2 separate regions of the Triticum aestivum genome follow, and region 1 is linked to region 2. Evidence: chromatin contacts called from public Hi-C data. All regions are on one chromosome and are shown on one strand. The core of a region is the stretch at or near the end of the contact, and the rest is flanking DNA. Distances in the headings are between cores, read along the strand shown. Region 1 holds the start of LOC123045966 (UPF0481 protein At3g47200). Region 2 has its middle 110 kb from the start of LOC123045964.

Evidence for each region. A called contact is a pair of places that touch in the nucleus more often than the background predicts.
Region 1: a Hi-C map of leaf shows a contact between it and region 2, with 5 times the contacts expected there. The contact joins the promoter of LOC123045966 here to the enhancer-like site in region 2. A contact is called at or near these places in 2 of 5 Hi-C or Micro-C datasets (both in leaf).

Annotation. Positions count from the first base shown.
Region 1 is chr2B:550,212,543-550,216,125 of IWGSC CS RefSeq v2.1, reverse strand. It overlaps LOC123045966 (UPF0481 protein At3g47200), which reads left to right and starts at 1,714. Exons shown (of 1, transcript XM_044469226.1): 1 at 1,714-3,499. The coding sequence starts at 1,899. The coding sequence ends at 3,140.
Region 2 is chr2B:549,252,711-549,256,732 of IWGSC CS RefSeq v2.1, reverse strand. No RefSeq gene overlaps it. Among protein-coding and RNA genes, the nearest start is that of LOC123045964, 110 kb to the right of the region's middle. Within about 2 kb of position 1,637, at least 5 of the 8 cell types and tissues checked have an H3K27ac peak or open chromatin away from gene starts, as enhancers often do. A contact at or near this core is called in leaf, where this site is marked.

The DNA.
Region 1 (3,583 bases), core at 465-2,964, 960 kb before region 2:
CCATAGGCATTTAGCCGGTGGAGTGGTTAGCATGGCTGTTTCTAAGCGCGAGGGCGCGAGATTAATCCCGATCGAGTGCTGTTTTTCGGCCAACTTTTTTCGCGCTGCGTGATTTGTGGGCCGGCCCATCCAGCCGCTGCTGCAGGCGCCAGTTTGCTTGCGCGGCGCAGACAGCACGTAATAGGAGGTCCCAAAATCCACGGCCCATACTCTAGGATACCCTGTAATGAAATCAAAGTTGGGAATGCTTGCCCCGCAATCTCTTCTCTACTACTTAAAAAAAATGTAAGTTTTTCATTTCATCTTTCTTCCCACCATCCTTTCGTCCAACCTTTCTTATATAATCGATAATAAATCAACTTAATTACTTACCTTCTGAACCAATTCCACTTTAATTTACTTATCAAAATTACGGATCGAAATATAATGTAATTCATGGATAGAATTTGATGATCATTTATTTACATAATCGCATTATTATAGACAGGTAAACCACAAGCCGGCGTACTAGAAGATTTATCTCCCGTTGCAACGCATGTGCATTGTTTTAGTCAGAAGAAAAAAACTCGAGAATGCAGGAGGAAACGAGCAATTTATGTCTGCCTACGTAGGAGCGACCACTCTACAAAGAATTTAAGACTGAAACACGTTAAGCCAATTACTGTGAAGTGGACGATGCAGCCAACCACAACGGCGGCCGATTATTGCCTGCCACTGACAGTGACCTGGAGAGAGACACAGGCTGGTCGTCATCGTGCCAAGTTATTGCCGCAGGCTCCGGCCACCACAGTCCATGATCAACTTCCTTGCAGTGACTATTCAGTCTTTAATCTCCACATGCGGTGGGCCTTGCCTCGCCGGTAATGGGAACGGAGTGATCTGCGGTTTCTTCAGCTTTGGGACGGGGTTCGTGCGTGCGCTCCACTACCGGAATCGCAAATCCGCACTCCCGAAGGACACCCAACGGCTAGGAATCGCAAATCCGCCGTTTGCAACCACACTCCTCGCCGTCGCCGGCTTTGTGCGCCCCCCCCCCCCCCCCCCCCCCCCCCCCCCCCCCCCCCCCACATCTCCGAAGTGTGACCAGAACCTCCTTCTTTTCACGGTCACGGCGTGAGGTGGCAGGAGCTGATGCCCGTTTTGTGCCGGGTGGCTAGCCAACTTTTGGTCCTCAGCCAAGCATCTGCTAACCTGAGCTCTGTGTCGGGCACTAGCCTCCACTAGCGAATCGCCCATCACGCCGACCATTTCATTGGTGCGCCGTTGACATGCAACAATAACAAATATCGAATGTTCATCCGTAGGATCACTGTCAAGAGCTCGTCAAACATAACATGGAGTATTAGTTAAACATATGCGTTATTTGGATGGAAACGTCGGAGCATCATGGGGTTGGAGCATGATTAGGATGGCGTGATTGGTTGAATCTTGCAGCAACCAAAGCCATGAAAATTGCTTACAGTAAAAGCGATGTTTGGATGCCTTGAAGTAAGCAAATTCCTCTTCTTTTGCGAATGAGATGAGTTCATACAGGCCAGTTGAGGCATAGTATACGCTACGCTGTAGAGCCGCCAGCTGAAGCATAAAAAAAAGCATGTGCCACGAGGTCGCAAAATCGGAGCACCGCCAGGGCGGCAACAAAGTACTCCACTACGAAGGAGTACTCGGCAGCAAACTCCTTTTTTATAGAAGAAATTCCAATAATTATAGTACAGCACCAACAAGCAACACTGATAACTCCAGTCATCAATCATTATCTGCGATTAAATTTTCGAGCTAAAATATCATCATCCTTCACGTTGCTTGCCATCCTTGATCTGTCCATAACGGGCCCAGTTAAGACTCGGTAACCACGAGACGAGACGAGACGGCCGGCCAGCCAAGCCAAGCTTTCGCCAATGGTCGCCGTCTTCAACAAGGACGTCCTGAGCTGGTACCTCATCACGCTCAAGCTCAAGGAGACCGTCGACGCCAACCTCAAGAAGTCCCCGTCGCCGTCGCCGCACTGGCAGGCGCTTCCCCGCAGCCTGCTCGTCGCCTGGATGCCGGCCAACGACTTCGCCCAGTGCCTGGTGCTGGACGGGACCTTCGTGCTGGAGCTGTTCCGCGGCGCGCTGGACGGCGCCAAGGGGTTCGTGGACGACCTGGGCTACTCGCGGCACGACCCCATCTTCGCGATGCGCGGCGCCATGCACGCCATCCGCAGCGACATGATCCTGCTCGAGAACCAGATACCGCTGTTCGTGCTGGACCTGCTGCTCGGGATCCAGCTCGGCCACCCGGAGCAGACGGGGGCCGTGGCCAGCCTCGCCGTGCGGTTCTTCGACCCGCTGATGCCGACGGACACGCCGCTGCACCGGAAGGACCGGTTCAAGCTTGAATCCTCCGTGGACGCCGACGCGGCGGCCGCGGCGGCGTTCGACCCGCTGTCGAACCCGATGCTGCACTGCCTGGACGTGTTCCGGCGCAGCCTCCTCCGCGCCGGGATGCAGCCCACCCCTCCGCCGGCGGCGCGGCTGTGGCTGAAGAAGTGGTCCGGGCTGCGGCGCGTGGCCGACAAGCGGCGGCAGCAGTTCGTGCACTGCGTGTCGGAGCTACGGGAGGCGGGCATCCGGTGCCGGCGGCGGCGCAACACGGACCGGTTCTGGGACATCCGGTTCGAGAAGGGGGTGCTCCACATCCCGCGGATCCTCATCCACGACGGCACCAAGGCGCTGTTCCTGAACCTGATCGCGTTCGAGCAGTGCCACATGGACATCGCGACGCCGGGCGGGAACAACATCACCTCGTACGCCATCTTCATGGACAACCTGATAAACTCGGCGGAGGACGTCAAGTACCTGCACGACCGGGGCATCATCGAGCACTGGCTGGGCAGCGACGGCGAGGTGGCGGAGCTGTTCAACCGGCTGTGCCTGGAGGTGGTGTTCGACATCAACGACAGCTACCTCTCCGGGCTGTCGGACCAGGTGAACCGGTACTACGACCACAAGTGGAGCACGTGGGTGGCCAGCCTGCAGCACAACTACTTCACCAACCCGTGGGCGATCGTCTCCGTCGTCGCCGGCGTCTTCCTGCTGCTGCTCACCATGATGCAGACCTTCTACAGCGCATACAGCTACTATCGCCCGCCGGCCTAGCCTTTGCTCCAGCTCCAGCCTCCAGCCTCCAGCAGGTGGACTGGATCACAGTTCGACATTTTTTTTCCTTTGTTGCTTGCATTGCAGTTTTGATTGATCGATTGATTGGTTGGTTCTCTTGTCAAGGAAGGACTCTTCTCCCCCCCTTTGAGTTGCACCCTGTTAATATACTCGATTCTGGCGGGAGAAGGATTTTTGTGACAAATAAGCAAATTCATTGTGTTAAGCGTCTGTTCTTCGGACATCTTGAGGGGGTTGGACGCTCTCATGGTCGTGGAGAATTGTTCAATTGAGCATTTGCATCTGCACATTTTATGACTGTACACATTTTAATTTTAGCGACTAGGGAGAATTGTTCAGTTAAGCATTTGCAAGGTCAAATGCCAGTCTGGTTTAAGCCTGATTCTAAAGGTTTTTCACACGTGGAAGGAACGGAAGGCCCC
Region 2 (4,022 bases), core at 388-2,887:
GTAACACAAGGATCCGCCAGGCCTGCCTGGCCAATAAAGCTATGTTAAAGAGCTCCAAGTCTCTGAAGCCAAGTCCACCACAATGCTTTGGCTGGGTCATATCCTTCCATGCAACCCAGTTAGGCTTATGCTCTCCTTCTTTACTCCCCCAAAAGAACCGTCGAATGAGCTTGTTTAAGTGTTCACATAAACCCCTAGGTAATTTAAAGCATGACATGGAATACACAGGTACAGCCTGAGCGATAGACTTGATCAAAATTTCTTTGCCTGCTGCGGAGATCAGTTGCTCAATCCATCCTTTAACTTTTCCCCATAAAATATCCTTCAAATACTTAAACGCACTTGTTTTGGATGCCCCAATGTCAGATGGCATACCAAGGTACTTTTCACTCAGGTTTTCATTTTGCACATTTAGAACTCCTTTTACCTCTTCCTTAACACTAGTTGGGCACCCTTTGTCCATTCGCCTTGAAAAACAGCAAGCTATCATCTGCAAACAATAAGTGGTTAACTGGTGGTGCTGAGGGGGCCATTTGTAATCCACCCAGTTGAGACGACTGGTCTCTGGATTTGAGGAGGCCTGGAAGGCCCTCCGCTGCTTACAGGAAAAGGTAGGGTGAAATAGGATCTCCCTGCCGTATGCCTCTTGTTGGAACAAACTCGTCAAGCTTCTTACCAACTAAAGAAACCGAGTAAGATACTAAATTTACGAAGCTCATAACTAGTGCCACCCACTTGTCAAAAACCAAGTTTCCTCATTATTGCCTCTAGGTGTTCCCATTCAATTATGTCATATGCTTGTATCATATATAGCTTCAGAGCACAGTGGTGGTGCTTTATCGCCCTATTCCTTTTCATGAAATACAAGCATTCGTATGCCACAATAATAGTATCAGTGATGAGACGGCCTGGAAGAAAAGTTGATTACTCCGTCGAAATCTCTGGAAGGACCTCCTTCAAGCGATGGCCACTACCTTGGAGGCAATCTTGTACAGGACATTACATAAACTAATAGGACGAAATTGTGTAAGAGAGGATGGATTTTTTTATCTTTGGTATGAGAACCAAGATAGTATTATTAATAGCCTGTGCACTCTCTTCCCCATCGACAATACATAGCACCACACGTGTCACCACAAATATCCCAATGCTTCTGTAAGAAATGGGTTGGGAAACCATCCGGCCCTAGAGCTTTAGTAGGAAACATTTGGAATAATTTAGTCTTGACTTCCTCCGCTATGTACTGAGCATCCAACATAAGGTTCATGTATTAGAGATCCCCTTTGATGTGTACAAGTCCTTGTAAAATTGAGTGGTTTCCTCCTCAAGTTCAACCGGATCATTAATGATATCCCCATTAGCCTTCTTCAGAAATTTTATCAGATTTTTTTCTATTACACAGTCTTCATCTTGTTATTATGCCGTCACCCTGGCCCTGGAAGGCCTGGCCGAGCCTGATGAAGAATGGACCTTTAGACAACACCAACTCGGTAGGAGGCCTAAGGCGCTCGTGGTGTGGTTGTGGCTTAAGGCCCGGGCAAGGAAAGGCTGTGACGACGTGCATACTAAGGCCCAGGTTGAAAGCTGTTGTACAGGCTGAAGTTGGGCGTGGTGCAGCCACCCGTGGACTAGTATTTTTTTTTTAGAATTACGTGTGTACGAGCTGCTGGACGCGTGAAGGTGGGACCTCCTCTACAGGGAGCTCCTATTTGACGCCCTCAACGCCGCTTAAACTAGTTGCCGCTTGCAGGGGACCTGTAGCTAGCCGGCCCAGTAACTTGCACTGGGAGAAGTAGGATTCGAACCACGGATGGGAACATGGAAGGTCGTAGCTGGCAACCGCTAGGTCGTCCTCATTTTGTTGTCTAATATTAGGAAGCAGCTTTATTTGAACCTTACTTTAGTTAATATATTTATCGTTTTATTTTTGTGAGTAACATATGTTATTATGATTATGATTATTATTATGATTATGATTATTATTATTATTATTATTATTATTATTATTATTATTATTATTATTATTATTATTATTATTATTATTATATAGAACTAATTTTCTGTACTCTTGGGAGTATGTACTCCCATCTTCAATATACCTCATATATGCATTGATTATACCTTTTTATCATTCTCAATATACTTCATTAAATATTGTAAGATACCCCAGTACGAGTTTTGTTGAAAAAGTATCACTTGCGACGTAGTTTTTGTAATATACATTTTTCACGTACAAACAAATTAGTATATGCGCAAAACTAAACCATAAAAAATATGAGACACATGATATTTTTTCATGAAAATCATTCTGGGGTATCTACTAATTATTTATGAAATATACGAAAAATAAATAAAGAGGTATAGAAGATTCATCTATGTGGTATATATATCCAACATAATTAATATAAAAAATGAAAGCATAACTTTGAAAATGAATTCCTGAAACTAATGAAAACAACGAAATATTTGAGAAAAAGGTTTATAGAAAATGGAAAAAGGTTGCGGAAATGATAAATGTCTTGGATTTGAGGAAAAAATTGCGAATTAGGAAAAAAAGATTAATAAATTTAAAAAAAATTCACGAACTTAAAAAAATATGAAATTTGGAAAAATGAATCACAAAATTTGGACTAAGCTGCGAATTTGAATAAAAGTTCACGAGCTAAAAGATAATGCACTTGAAAAAAGTTCATTGACTTTTCAAAAGGTTCATAGCTTTCGAAAAAAGTTCACCAAATCAAAATAGTTCATCAATTTTGAAAAAGAAGTTCATGAAGTTCGAAGAAAATTTCACAAATTTGAAAAAAATTCACTGAATTCTAAAAAAGCTAACCGAATTTGGAAAAAAATCATCGAATTTGACAAAATGTTCACTAATTTTAAAAAAACTACATCAAACCAGAAAAAATTTCATCAAATTTGAAAAATGTTCATCAAATTTTAAAAAAAGTTCAACAAAATTGAAAAGATCAACGAATTTGGAAAAAGTTCATCGAATTTGAAAAACTTACGTTCAAATTTGGAAAAAATGTTCATCAAAATTGAAAACAAGTTCATCAAATTTCACAAAATGTTCACCGATTTTGAGAAAAAACTGCATCAAATCCGGAAAAAAGTTCATCAAATTTGAAAAAAATCCATCAAATTTGCAAAAAAATTCATTGCATTTGAAAAACAGTTTGTTAATTTTAAAAATACCATGAACTTGAAACAAGTTCACGCATTTAAAAGATTCAGGAAAGAAAAACATAGATGGCATTTCCTAGTGGTTAGTGCAGTTTGAACTCTCGTGGAATAAAGAATAGAACGTGAGTACGAACTCTCTTAGCCGCACCTTTTTTGAGCTTTAAAACAGAATAAATGGCAGATGCATGGGCCGGCCCAGTTGCTGGAGGGGGGGGGGGGGGTACGTTGGACGCGCCGATTTGCAGGGGACCTTAATTATAAATAAAAAAAAGGTTAATTGCGGGGGACCTCCTATCTGCCGCATTTTGCGGCAGAATGTCGAGGGGTCGAACAGGGCACTACCTCGACTGGGTCGACCAAGACGGGCAGGGGGTGCGCTGCAGGGACCGGTTTGCAGGGGACCTCCTATCGCCAAATCCTATTTGGCGCCTTTAGCGCCCGATTTAGTTATACCTGCAATCGGGTGCATACCCCCTCTCCCCCCCAATAGTGTCACACTAGGCCAGTCCAATTTTGTTTTTTTGTTATTAACGCCAAAAACTTCGCGGCAGGTGAGTTTCGAACCTTCGACCTCCTGGTCTACCATAAGCAGCGCTAACCACACCACCACCAACACCTAATTTTTTTCAGTTCTACACTTTTATTTCTTTTCTTCTTTTTTCTTTTTTCTTTTTGTTTGGAACGATTTTGTTCGTTTTTTTTTTCTAAATTGAAAGATTTTTTTAAATCGTTGAACTCTTTTTCAAGATTGATCAACTTTTCCAAAAAAATTCAAAAAATGATGAACTTTTTTTTTCAAAATTGATGGACTTTTTCCAAATTTTGTGAACTTTTAG